4 separate regions of the Zea mays genome follow, and regions 2, 3 and 4 are each linked to region 1. Evidence: chromatin contacts called from public Hi-C data. All regions are on one chromosome and are shown on one strand. Each heading gives the region's core, a stretch centred on a gene start, on an enhancer-like site or on the middle of the called end of the contact. The rest is flanking DNA. Distances are from core to core; before and after follow the strand shown. Region 1 holds the start of LOC103637626 (translocase of chloroplast 120, chloroplastic). Region 2 holds the start of LOC103637625 (silicon efflux transporter LSI3). Region 3 has its middle 22 kb from the start of LOC109943654. Region 4 has its middle 43 kb from the start of LOC103637625.

What was found. Hi-C and Micro-C count contacts between places; a contact is called where the count stands out from the background.
Region 2: a contact with region 1 is called in a Hi-C map of ear, with 1.9 times the contacts expected there. The contact joins the promoter of LOC103637625 here to the promoter of LOC103637626 in region 1. A contact is called at or near these places in 2 of 25 Hi-C or Micro-C datasets (ear and tassel).
Region 3: a Hi-C map of tassel shows a contact between it and region 1, with 3 times the contacts expected there. The contact joins the enhancer-like site here to the promoter of LOC103637626 in region 1. A contact is called at or near these places in 2 of 25 Hi-C or Micro-C datasets (ear and tassel).
Region 4: a contact with region 1 is called in a Hi-C map of ear, with 2.9 times the contacts expected there. The contact joins the enhancer-like site here to the promoter of LOC103637626 in region 1. A contact is called at or near these places in 2 of 25 Hi-C or Micro-C datasets (ear and tassel).

The regions. Positions count from the first base shown.
Region 1 is chr1:89,050,453-89,053,152 of Zm-B73-REFERENCE-NAM-5.0, reverse strand. It overlaps LOC103637626 (translocase of chloroplast 120, chloroplastic), which reads left to right and starts at 1,434. Exons shown (of 2, transcript XM_008659946.4): 1 at 1,434-1,699; 2 at 1,829-2,700. The coding sequence starts at 1,864.
Region 2 is chr1:88,832,486-88,835,426 of Zm-B73-REFERENCE-NAM-5.0, reverse strand. It overlaps LOC103637625 (silicon efflux transporter LSI3), which reads left to right and starts at 1,542. Exons shown (of 3, transcript XM_008659936.4): 1 at 1,542-2,800; 2 at 2,912-2,941. The coding sequence starts at 1,766.
Region 3 is chr1:88,913,233-88,916,002 of Zm-B73-REFERENCE-NAM-5.0, reverse strand. No RefSeq gene overlaps it. Among protein-coding and RNA genes, the nearest start is that of LOC109943654, 22 kb to the left of the region's middle. Within about 2 kb of position 1,347, at least 12 of the 20 cell types and tissues checked have an H3K27ac peak or open chromatin away from gene starts, as enhancers often do. A contact at or near this core is called in tassel, where this site is marked.
Region 4 is chr1:88,875,765-88,878,464 of Zm-B73-REFERENCE-NAM-5.0, reverse strand. No RefSeq gene overlaps it. Among protein-coding and RNA genes, the nearest start is that of LOC103637625, 43 kb to the right of the region's middle. Within about 2 kb of position 1,259, at least 18 of the 20 cell types and tissues checked have an H3K27ac peak or open chromatin away from gene starts, as enhancers often do. A contact at or near this core is called in ear and tassel, where this site is marked.

The DNA of each region.
Region 1 (2,700 bases), core at 185-2,684:
GGCAGGCGACGTAGTGGTTCGAGTTCGAGTTGAGTCCCAGGTTCACGAAACAATTCATACAGCAGCGCAGCCGAATCGCCGCAGCCCTGCAAGGAATTCACGGTCCCCTTCACGATAAAAGTACGACTCATACTTTATTATTAGTATATATGGTAGAATACTTCTAAAAATAAATTTTATAAATATGTGTATACTTTTTACTCTGTAGTTCGATGTGACATATACTAAACTTTAGCCCATATAACCGAACATATTTTAGTCTTTCCCCTCCTATACAAAGAGGCACCATCCCTCCTTGCAGGATTTGAACTATGATTGTTGGCTTCAAACGGTCAAAACCACATTCACACATGTCTAGCCAACAGAACATACATATCTTTGTGTTTTATATTTTATACTCAAACATAAATAAAAATTGTATATCTTATTTGTACCCAACAGAACATAAAAATTTTACTCTTTAAGTTATCATTTGGAGAAGCATTTGCATAAAAACCACTTTCTATATCTTTTTAATCTCCAACAACCTTTCTATATCTTATTTGTACTATAGAGAGCCACTCATGTTTTCTGTATTTGGATAGCGAGAAAATCGAAATAGAAGATGGCTATATTTAGATAACCATTTAGATAAGTTGTTAGAAGATATTTTTTACAAAAATCTCTATTCATATAAATTAGGAAGAATATAGAGAGCCTCTTGGAGTTGCTCTTATAAGTCTATTCAACTTTCTTAAAAAACCAAATTTGATTAAATTTATATAATAAAATAATAATATTTATGATACCAAATTAAATTATTTATTTAGTATATTTACATAGTATATATATTTGATGTTATAAATCTTTATAATTCTCTATATAACTTTGATCAATTTTAAAATACTTTGATTCTCTGCAATGCCTTATAACAGACAAAGTACTACGTAAATCTAACAATATAAGGTTGTCTCCGGCGGCTATCCTATCACTTGCCTTATTTTTTTTTTAATTTTACTCTGCAAACAGTGCAATCTACCGTGCAAATATATACAATGCAAATCTCCTATTTTACACGATATTTTACACGATAAGTAGCTAACCACAGCCTCTAACAAGAACCTGTCAAATATGTCCAAGCAGATAATGGAAGAGACACTTGCCTGCATAACCTGATGTTTATGAATGCATGTAGTTATCGTAGGACAATATGAAAGCGCCAAGATAAGCATTTGGTCGACTTGTGTTTATGAATGCATATAGTTATCGTAGGACAATATGAAAGCGCCAAGATAAGCATTTGGTCGCCTTGAGTTTTCATTTGTGGTATTATATTTCATTTGAAAATAATTACATTACTGCAAAATTGTTTTCGCGATTCTAAATTTATTCTTTGAGTCAGCGGGCCCGAATTTCCTTTTAAAAAGCTGGGCCCGTAATTAGCTGACTGCTTCAGGCCACGGTGAATTGGCCCCGCAGATCTCCAGGGTTTTAGCAGAGCCCAGTAAAATCGGCGGAGGCATCCAATCCGGCTTGCGAGTTTGCGACTTCTTTCTATTCTCTCTATCGCCGCTGCCTCTCTCTCCCTCCTTCCTTTTCCTGGTCGCGACAGCGCCGCGCTAATCGATCCCTTTTGCCCACGCCGCCGTTGCCTCCAACTCCAACCAGGTTGGTTTGGTAGCCGCCACCTCCTTCCGGATCCGTTCACCACAATCTTTTTGTATGTATTTTTGTCTAGATAGATTGTTCCAGTCCCCGTCCGCTTGCAATTGAACGTCTGTATGTTTGTTTTTTTTACCTCCTGTTGTTGTCGTTTGATCCGTTCCGTTTCCTCTTGATGTCGGACTAGGGTTTCGCTCCTTCCGCAGCCGTCGGGTGTGATCCATGGAGAACGGCGGTGGCGTCGGTGAAGGGCGCTCGGAGAATCGGGCGGGCGAGAACGGCGGAGTCGCCGAGGCAGCCACTGCGGCGGATGAGGGAGATTGTGATGTGGTGGTGGAGGGCGGAGATGAAGGGGACATGCCGCCCGGTGCGGTGGCGGCGGGCGATCACCAGCCAATGGTGACGCCGAACACCAGAGCGGTGCTGGAAACAGGACAGCTTGCGGCAGACAAGTGGGACGAGGACGATACTCCCCGTTTCATTGACGTGGAGGAAAGCTTTGCCGATGATGTGAATCAAGATCACGTGGAGGAGAATGCCATGGGGCAATCGATCAGGGAATACGTGACCGCAGCTGTTTTGGCTGATCGTAAAAAGGAGAGGTTAGACAAGGACCATAACTTTTTTGCAACTCGTGATAACAAGGCTGAGGTCGCTGCACAATCTGGGAGCGAGTATGAAGATGTAAAAGATGGTACTTTGGTGTATCAAAGCAAAGAGCAGCCAGGGACGAGCACGGAAGATATTGCTTCCTCACATAGCAGGCCAGGGACAGTCACACATTCTGCAGCTGAGCCTGCTGTTGCCATTGAGGAATTGGATGACTCAAGCTCCTCAGCTGATGAGAATACCGCCACCTCTGCTCCTCCTGCACAATTCTCAAGCGGTAGTTCTACACCTGCGCAATCCAGCAGTGCTGCTTCTGCTCGTTCTACTAATGGTCCCTCTTTGCCATCTCGTCCTGCTGGCCTTGGATCATCGTCTTCCCTGTCACAGCCTCCTGCTCGTTCTGTTCAACAGGTCCATGCCAACAGGCCAGCCATTGTGGAAAGGGGAACC
Region 2 (2,941 bases), core at 293-2,792, 220 kb after region 1:
CAGTGATAGGGTAAAACCAAGTTAGGCTATCCGCGCGCTCATAATATTCTAAATTCGTACTTTAAAAAGATATTCTATCAAGATTATCTATCATATACCACAATCTTCGTAGTTATATATTTACTCTGTATCTCAACCATATATCAACTACCACATATTGCGCCAGCTCACGATCTTGAACGTACTAGCACGTTTGGAGTAATTAGGACCCCGATCCCGCTTAAATTATAAGTATGCCATATGTCATTGTTATTATTGCAAAACATTGTCACTTATATACATCGTAAGATGTAAGAAATCATTATATGTACTTCAAAATTAACACATTTGTGCAACGACTGATATCTTGACAAGATAATTATTTCTTTTAGCATTAACTAGTACGTGAAAATATTGCCATGTGCAAGTTTAATGGGTCCATATGGGATTGAGGATGGGGAATGCTTCTTGTCCCTATCCCCATTTACCCTCGTGAAACGTGTATTCTCCGTTTAATCTCCATAGGTAATCTTCATAGGGGAAGAAACCTGTCCATCCCTATATCGTAACGGAGAAATTCTCCGCGGTAAATTGGGGAACGGGTCCTTAGGCTATCCGCACTCATACTACCCTATTTCTCTACCCTAAAAGGAATATTCCATCCTGGTCAGCGAGGTTTTTTACTATATTCAACAATTCTTCACGGTCACAATTACTCTATATATATCTACCCTATACCAACTATCACATATTCTATTATTATTTATTTTTCACCTCTATCCTATCCATACCCAGCTGCCAGCCAACGAGGAGAGGAGAGAGATTATAAAGTTGAAGAAAAGGGTGCGCTAGATATAAGGTTCTCCTAGCCAACCGTAAGCTTACAGTAGTGCTTCCAGTCCACCGTTGCAGCTGTCCTCGCGCTGTAAATATTTAAGGTTGGTGCTTACAGTCACCAGTGCGGACAGCCTTATTGCCATTTGTAGACGAGGTGCCCCGTTGCGGCAGTTTCTCTACTGCATACGTTGGTAGCGTTCGGTTTTCAGTCCTCGATGCGGGTAGTCTTAGCGTGGAAGCAGTCGTAGGCAACAGTGGACGAAGCGGTGGCCGCGAGCGCGAGGTGGTTCAGCGCAGCGGGACACGAGAGAGGGGGTGGGCATTAAAGAAGGTAAGGCTATCCGCAACCGTTACCACTAAATTTTTTCTCGTATATCACTTTTCCCCCTATTTTCCCCCTATTTTTTCATCTCTCGCAGCGGTTCCCTCTAAATACTCCCCTATACCCCACTACAACTATAAAATATCATTATCTATTTGAACTATCAATTTTTTATCTACTAATAATTACTCGTGGACCTACAGCACAGTGTTTAGGGTGATAAACAGTGACACGCTAGATCTAGAGGGAGAGAGAGAAGGGGGCCGACGCGTAGAGGACGCTGTAGGGGGCACCGCTGCGGGCGTAGGGTGCCCCCTACAGCCGCCATGTAAGGGGAGGGAGATGGCTAGCGTGTACCGCTGCGCACAGCCTAATGGCTACAAGTTGGATCAAGAGATCCGATATAACTTTATACCAAGAAAAATCTCGAGCGCCAACAGACCTCGGACACTATAGCTCCTTCTGTAGGTAGCCCCCACACCGAGATATTTGACGTCACCTGGAGAGCATGCAGGGTCTTGCTCTGCCACTACATAAACCTCAGGCGAGGCACCCCTCTGCTTCGTCGAGCTCAAAGCAGAGAGTGGTCGCAACAAGGTGAGTTCCATTCCATCCCATCCATCAGCCATGTCGCAGCTGGCGCCTCTGCCCAAGGTGGTGATGGGTTCGCTGGCGTTCGGCGTGTTCTGGATGCTGGCGGTGTTCCCCTCGGTGCCGTTCCTGCCGATCGGGCGCACGGCGGGGGCGCTGCTGGGCGCGGTGCTGATGATCGTGTTCCACGTGATCAGCGCCGACGACGCGTACGCCTCCATCGACCTCCCGATCCTGGGCCTGCTGTTCGCCACCATGGTGGTGGGCGGCTACCTCAAGGGCGCCGGCATGTTCAAGCACCTGGGCAAGCTGCTGGCGTGGCGGAGCCAGGGCGGCCGCGACCTGCTGTGCCGCGTCTGCGTCGTCACCGCGCTCGCCAGCGCGCTATTCACCAACGACACCTGCTGCGTCGTGCTCACCGAGTTCGTGCTGGAGCTGGCCGCCGAGCGCAACCTCCCCGCCAAGCCATTCCTGCTGGCGCTCGCCACCAGCGCCAACATCGGCTCCAGCGCCACGCCCATCGGCAACCCGCAGAACCTGGTCATCGCCTTCAACAGCAAGATCACCTTCCTCAGCTTCTTCTTCGGCATCCTGCCCGCCATGCTGGCCGGGATGGGCGTCAACACGGTCATGCTGCTCTGCATGTACTGGAACGACCTCGAGGGCGCCGCCGCATGCGGCAGCCCCGATGATGAGAAGGAGATGGAGGCCGTCGAGGAAGGGCGGTCGCCGGCCTCGGTGCTCTCGCTCAAGAGTAGCCCCACCGCCGCCCAGCACGTCGCCCTGCGCCAGCGCCAGAACGGCAACGGCAACGGCCACGGCCACGGCCACGACGCGGACGATGACGACCCCGACTCCATGATGTCAGAGAACATCCCGACAAAGCACCGGTGGTTCATGCAGTGCTCGGAGCACCGGCGTAAGCTGTTCCTCAAGAGCTTCGCGTACGTCGTCACCGTTGGCATGCTCGTGGCATACATGCTCGGCCTCAACATGTCGTGGACCGCCATTACCACCGCCATCGCGCTCGTCGTCGTTGACTTCCGCGACGCCGAGCCGTGCCTCGACAAGGTACGTAACTAAGCTTGCTCACGTCGCAAGAGGAGGAATGGAATGGTACGTGGTGGGCATGCTGCACATCGATCTCATGTGTATATGTTCTGGGGGTGCACGTGTGCGCAGGTGTCCTACTCGCTACTGGTCTTCTTCTCG
Region 3 (2,770 bases), core at 98-2,597, 140 kb after region 1:
GAGGACGGGACATGCGCTCTCTTGGGGCCGCTCGCTTCCCTCACCCGCGTGGACGCTTGTAACCCCCCTACTACAAGCGCACCCGACCTGGGCGCGGGACGAACACGAAGGCCGCGGGATCTCCACCTCTCTTCACGCCCGTCTCCGGCCACCTCGCTCTCCCCCCTTCGCGCTCGCCCACGCGCTCGACCCATCTGGCTGGGGCACGCGGCACACTCACTCGTCGGGTCAGGGACCCCCCGGTCTCGAAACGCCGACATATATATATATATATATATATATATATATATATATATATATATATATATATATATATATATATATATATATATATATATATATATATATATATATATATATATATATATATATATATATAACCGGTGTCGTTTGAATCTTTAGGCCACTTATCATTGAGAAATGCCGGTGGCTAAAATGATCTCTTGTGCTATAATTGTCACCTAAGGATATGGGGCTTTAGCTAATGCACTAATGTATATTGGGTTGATTCTAGATTTCTCAAATAGAGAACAAACACGAGTTCAACCGAAAAGTGGGATCCCGCAAAAACAGACGAGATGGACCCTCTTTTGTTTCCACCCAATTATCTGATTTTCCGTAAATTCATAAACATACTATTCAAATGTAAAAAACGAATGAAAAATTACACGTCCTTTTTTAACCCTACCGAAGTCGCCCACGCCTAGGCGTGCCCCCTCTTCTCGCACCGTTGATGAGCTAGTGGACCATGCAGGGCCCTCCTATCATGCCCCACCTTTCACCTCTCATGCTGAGGACCTCCATCGACATGAATTTGAGGCCAAACCCTCAAATCCTCGATGTTCATGGCCATCTCCTATTTAATGCCCCCTCAAGCACGCTCTGCATTTTGTGGCCGATGGATCGTGATTCGCAGTCCATTTTTTTCTTCTCTCCGTCATGACTGGCTTATTCAGTACCGCCGGCAGACTCGAGCTCACCGTGAGCCTGCTCTCGTCTAGTCGTCTCTGACTCCAATGGCAACGAAGCCGCTAACAAATCACTACCTCACCGGGGAAGCGCCTATCCTGACATTGCTGGAAATGAAAGAAAGCATGTGACATGGCTTGTACCTTGTACGATGGATTCTGTCTTAGCTACAAAAAGAACTCTATTTGGAGCGTGTCTGAATGCTCTTTTAACCAGCCACTACAGTGAAACATGGCATTTCCGACCGGCTAAAGCCGTCGAACATAAGTCCTAAGCCGTCGGATATAAGCTATTTACGACGGTACATGTCCCTCGACCGTAAAGGGTTGGAAATACCCTTATTTCCGACGGCGACCGTCGGACATAGACTATATCTGACGGCCACTTTCGGCCGTCGGGGTTTATCCCCGGTAACAGTTTTAACGGCCGTCGGTGGGCCCACGTCTATAATGTTCGACGGTCCCGCCAAGCCGTCGGATATAAAGGTATTTTACTGTTGGATATAACGGCAGCCGTCGGATATAACAAAGTCGTCGAAATTGTATCATTTTACTGTTGTGAGCTGGAAACGAAAAGCAAGCACGAAAGTGGCAGCAAGTATTGTTTCTCTTTCACATAGGAACGTAGCCAAATTCGAAATCCAACCTATAACATGAAAGATGTGGAGTATAGTATTGTATACCTAAAAGTCCAAACCATACAAAAGTTCAGCATACAATGTTTCATCCTTTTCCTTTCGGAGCCAGCTAATAATAGCAGTAGTGCGGTGCGAGACGGAGATCGAGAAGCACGACAAGAGGCGCCGTGAAAACGGAAAAGGTGGGACGCGCATTTGGCCAACAAAGCAAATTGGATACTAGCGCTAGCGCATCAGGCTCAGCCTCAGCCCCAGCCCATGCTCGGAGGCTTATACCGTGTGTTGGTTGCCAACACTGTTTCGCTCTGCATCACCTAGGCTTACCGTGTGATCGGTTGCCCACACTGTCTCACTCTGCATCACCACCGGCGTTGATTCTATCTGAACACCTGTTTGATTGCGTGCCCTATTTCCTATCTTAACAATATTTTGCACGATTTGCTATGGACAGAACCTTGGAGCTTCCCATATAGGACCACTGGTAGAAAAATGTTTAATATTTAAAGCCTACGGTGCGGTATATATTTTTGTCGACAAAACAAAGTATAACCGGGAATATGATGCACTGTAAAGCTCATGCCCATCACATAGACTGTCAGTTAAGATAAAAAGTTTGCAGCCACGGATAGGGCTTCCAGGCCATGTCATTTGTTGTTATTTCATGTCACTACTATATGTTCTGTCGGTCAACGTGCAACAATAGGGAGCCTAGCTTGCAGAGGTAACTGGCTGCTAAAGTTCTCTCTCACCTAATCTTCGCACTACGAGTAGTTAACTCTTGCGTCGCTAATAAAGGCTCTCTCCCAAATAGAGCTATAAGTTATCGATTGGACCTGTCCACTTGTCCTTGAAGGACAGCAGGTATGTTGCTAGGTAGTAGTATAACCTGAAAGCGAAATAATCTACGCAATGTCTTTTGCATTGGCCAAATACATGTACATATAGAGTACAACTGGAAAAAGAATTGGATCGAATCTAATCCTAGTCGTACTAAATATAGTGTTTTTCAGTTACAAAACTTGTCATCACTACTATAGAATTAGACATCTATATATACTGGTTGGAACTGGATACCAATGAGATGGCCAAACAGGCGGCCCGGCCCGGCACGGCACTGGCACGGCCAGGCACGGCACGGTTAGGGCACGACTCGTTTAGCACGAT
Region 4 (2,700 bases), core at 10-2,509, 170 kb after region 1:
TGTTCATAACGTTCTTTCAAGGAGACCCACAGGACACGAGGATTTTCCTCCAAAAGATACTCTTTTTTGAGATCCTTATGGATGGAAGTGCGTAACAAGAGTAAAGCTGTGTACTTCATCACATCAGATATAGGTTGAGCATTTGGCTCTGGTTCACTGATAGTACTTAAAATTCCCCGAGAGGCGAAACCGATCTTGATATCGGATGCCCATGCAGGATAGTTGATGCCATCAAGGGCGAGTTCTTCAAACTCTTTTGGCCCTTGCATGGTACCTGCAAATCATAACCATCGGTTTATTAATTTACCACGCATGGTAAAATTAAGCAAACCCAAATGGTAGTTGTTGTAATAAGATCATAACCCATATCTCAAATTTAGATACTCGAAGGTGTTCCATCCTTCGAAAATTACATGTTCACACAGAGTGTAACATATAATCAGGGTAGTCTCCAAATGTTTTAGAGTAGACCCAATATCATAACCATTCTTTTTAAATGAACATGTATAGGTAATCACCATGTTAATACATAGCGTAGACCTCTTAGTGACAGGCGAAATTAATCGCTGCATTAGGCACGGTCTCTAGGCAGGATTATTCATGAGAATAAAACGCAGCCAATGCCTATGACTCTATCACCTTATGTTCACCTTTAAAAATAATGGGTGATATGTGTAAAATATTGCAAAATTTAACAACATGTCTCAATATTAGATACTTGAAGGTGTTACATCCTTCCAAAATTACATGTTCCCACAGAGTGTAACATATAATTAGGGTAGTCTCCAAATATTTGGAGTAGACCAAGCATCATAACCATTATATTTAAAATGAACACGTGTAGGTAATCACTATGTTGCTACATAGTGTAGACCTCTCAGTGACAGGCGGAATTAATCGCTGCATTAGACATGGTCTCTGGGCAGAATTATTCATGAGAATAAAACGCAGCCAATGTCTATGTCTCTATCACCTTATGTTCACATTAAAAATAATGGGTTGAATATTTGATAAATTATGCAGAATGCGAATCCATTTTAAACTAAAAGGATTCGTCATACATATGAAAAAAAAAATAAACATATGTAGATTAAATAGGAACACATTTATATTGTATGGTCCAAACATCCGTAATGCATGAGGAAACTAGTACGAGACTTGAAAAGAAAAAAAAAACAAACAACTAGTATGTACTATTCGGCTCGGCCAAACAAGTAGCCCAGCCATACCCAAGCATGATAGGCCCATATACGACTATACGAGCATCACCCACGACGCATCACAGATATAAATGGACACAGGCTCGACAGGGTTAGGGATTAACCCTAGACACATGCCGCCGCCACACCAGAGAATCACCAGTTGCCGGACCCCAGTTGCTGTTCACAGCATCCGCCCGCCGCCGCCATTTGCAGCAGCAGTGCCAACGCCGTTCTCTGCAGTAACTGTGCCACGGTTGCTCCTTGCAGCAGCGCCTCCGCGCGGTCTGCCGCCATGTGCTGCCATCTTCACGCCCTCCTCCGGCAACGATGCACCAGCGTCCACGGGCCCGAAGCCATTGGGAAGTCCCGGCACATGCCCGGTGCGGATCCAGCCGCGGCTTGGAGCCGCCGTCGCGCCCGCGGTATCGCTCATCGGAGCCCTCCGTGGGGAAACCACCTCAGTGGTTACCGCCGCGGCAGGAGGAGGCGTCGTCTCTGGCGGTGGAATGTTCCACCCGTGCACCGGGCAAAACCCCGGCGGAAACTCAGTACCAGCAGGATATGCCATCGGTGGTGGGATGACCTGCAGCGGCACCGGCTGGAGGAAGTCCGTCGGTACGGGTACGTAAACCGTCTCCGTGGCCCTCGGCACGCGCACACGACGATGATGAAGCCCTGCAACGCCGCTGCGGAGGAGGCTGCGCCGTATGGCGGCCCGGAGACGAGCGCGAGCCAGGATGCCGAAGCGGTTCCCACGACGGAACTCGCGAACCACAGCCGCTGTCACCATGGAAACCACAAGGTTGATGTTCGGCATCTCACCTTTCTGGTTCTTCACGAACTCCTCTACTGCGTTGGTTGCTTCTCTTGGTTCGAGCGAAGTGCTGATAACGTGTTTGAGGAAATGACGAAATGGAGAGAACTAAACTTTCATTAATGACTGTGTACACATATATATACATCTTGAACAGACGTGAAAGTGCTATCTCAGACAGACACAGCCCTTCACCTGTTAACTGCTAATCTATATTAATGGACGAGATTAATCCACGTCACTGATCCTCAACACCCTACACAAATATTTCCTTTTGGCTGTTGTCTCCGCTGTCTGAATGCCAGTGGCACGAGACCACGCCGCGTGCTAACAATAATTTGGACACTAGTTTTATTTTTCTTGCATGGCTTGGGATGTAATCACGCACTAACGTATAATCACTTTTGACTGCATGCGCTGGCAGGTGCGTGTTGGACATTGCTCTGGTCATAATATGATGGTGGGTGGGCTAGGAGGTGTGATATGAGTGAGATGGTAAATGAAAAAAAAAATATTCAGGACATATTCATAAGGTAACAATTTGGCTAGCAACTTGAGTATACCTTATGGAGGATATAACAGTAAAAAGTACTCCGCTGGACTTAATTTGGATTGCCCCATTTATTTCCAATCAAATCAATAAATCACAAGGCTCATGGTTAGTGCTATGAATTACTCGGATCC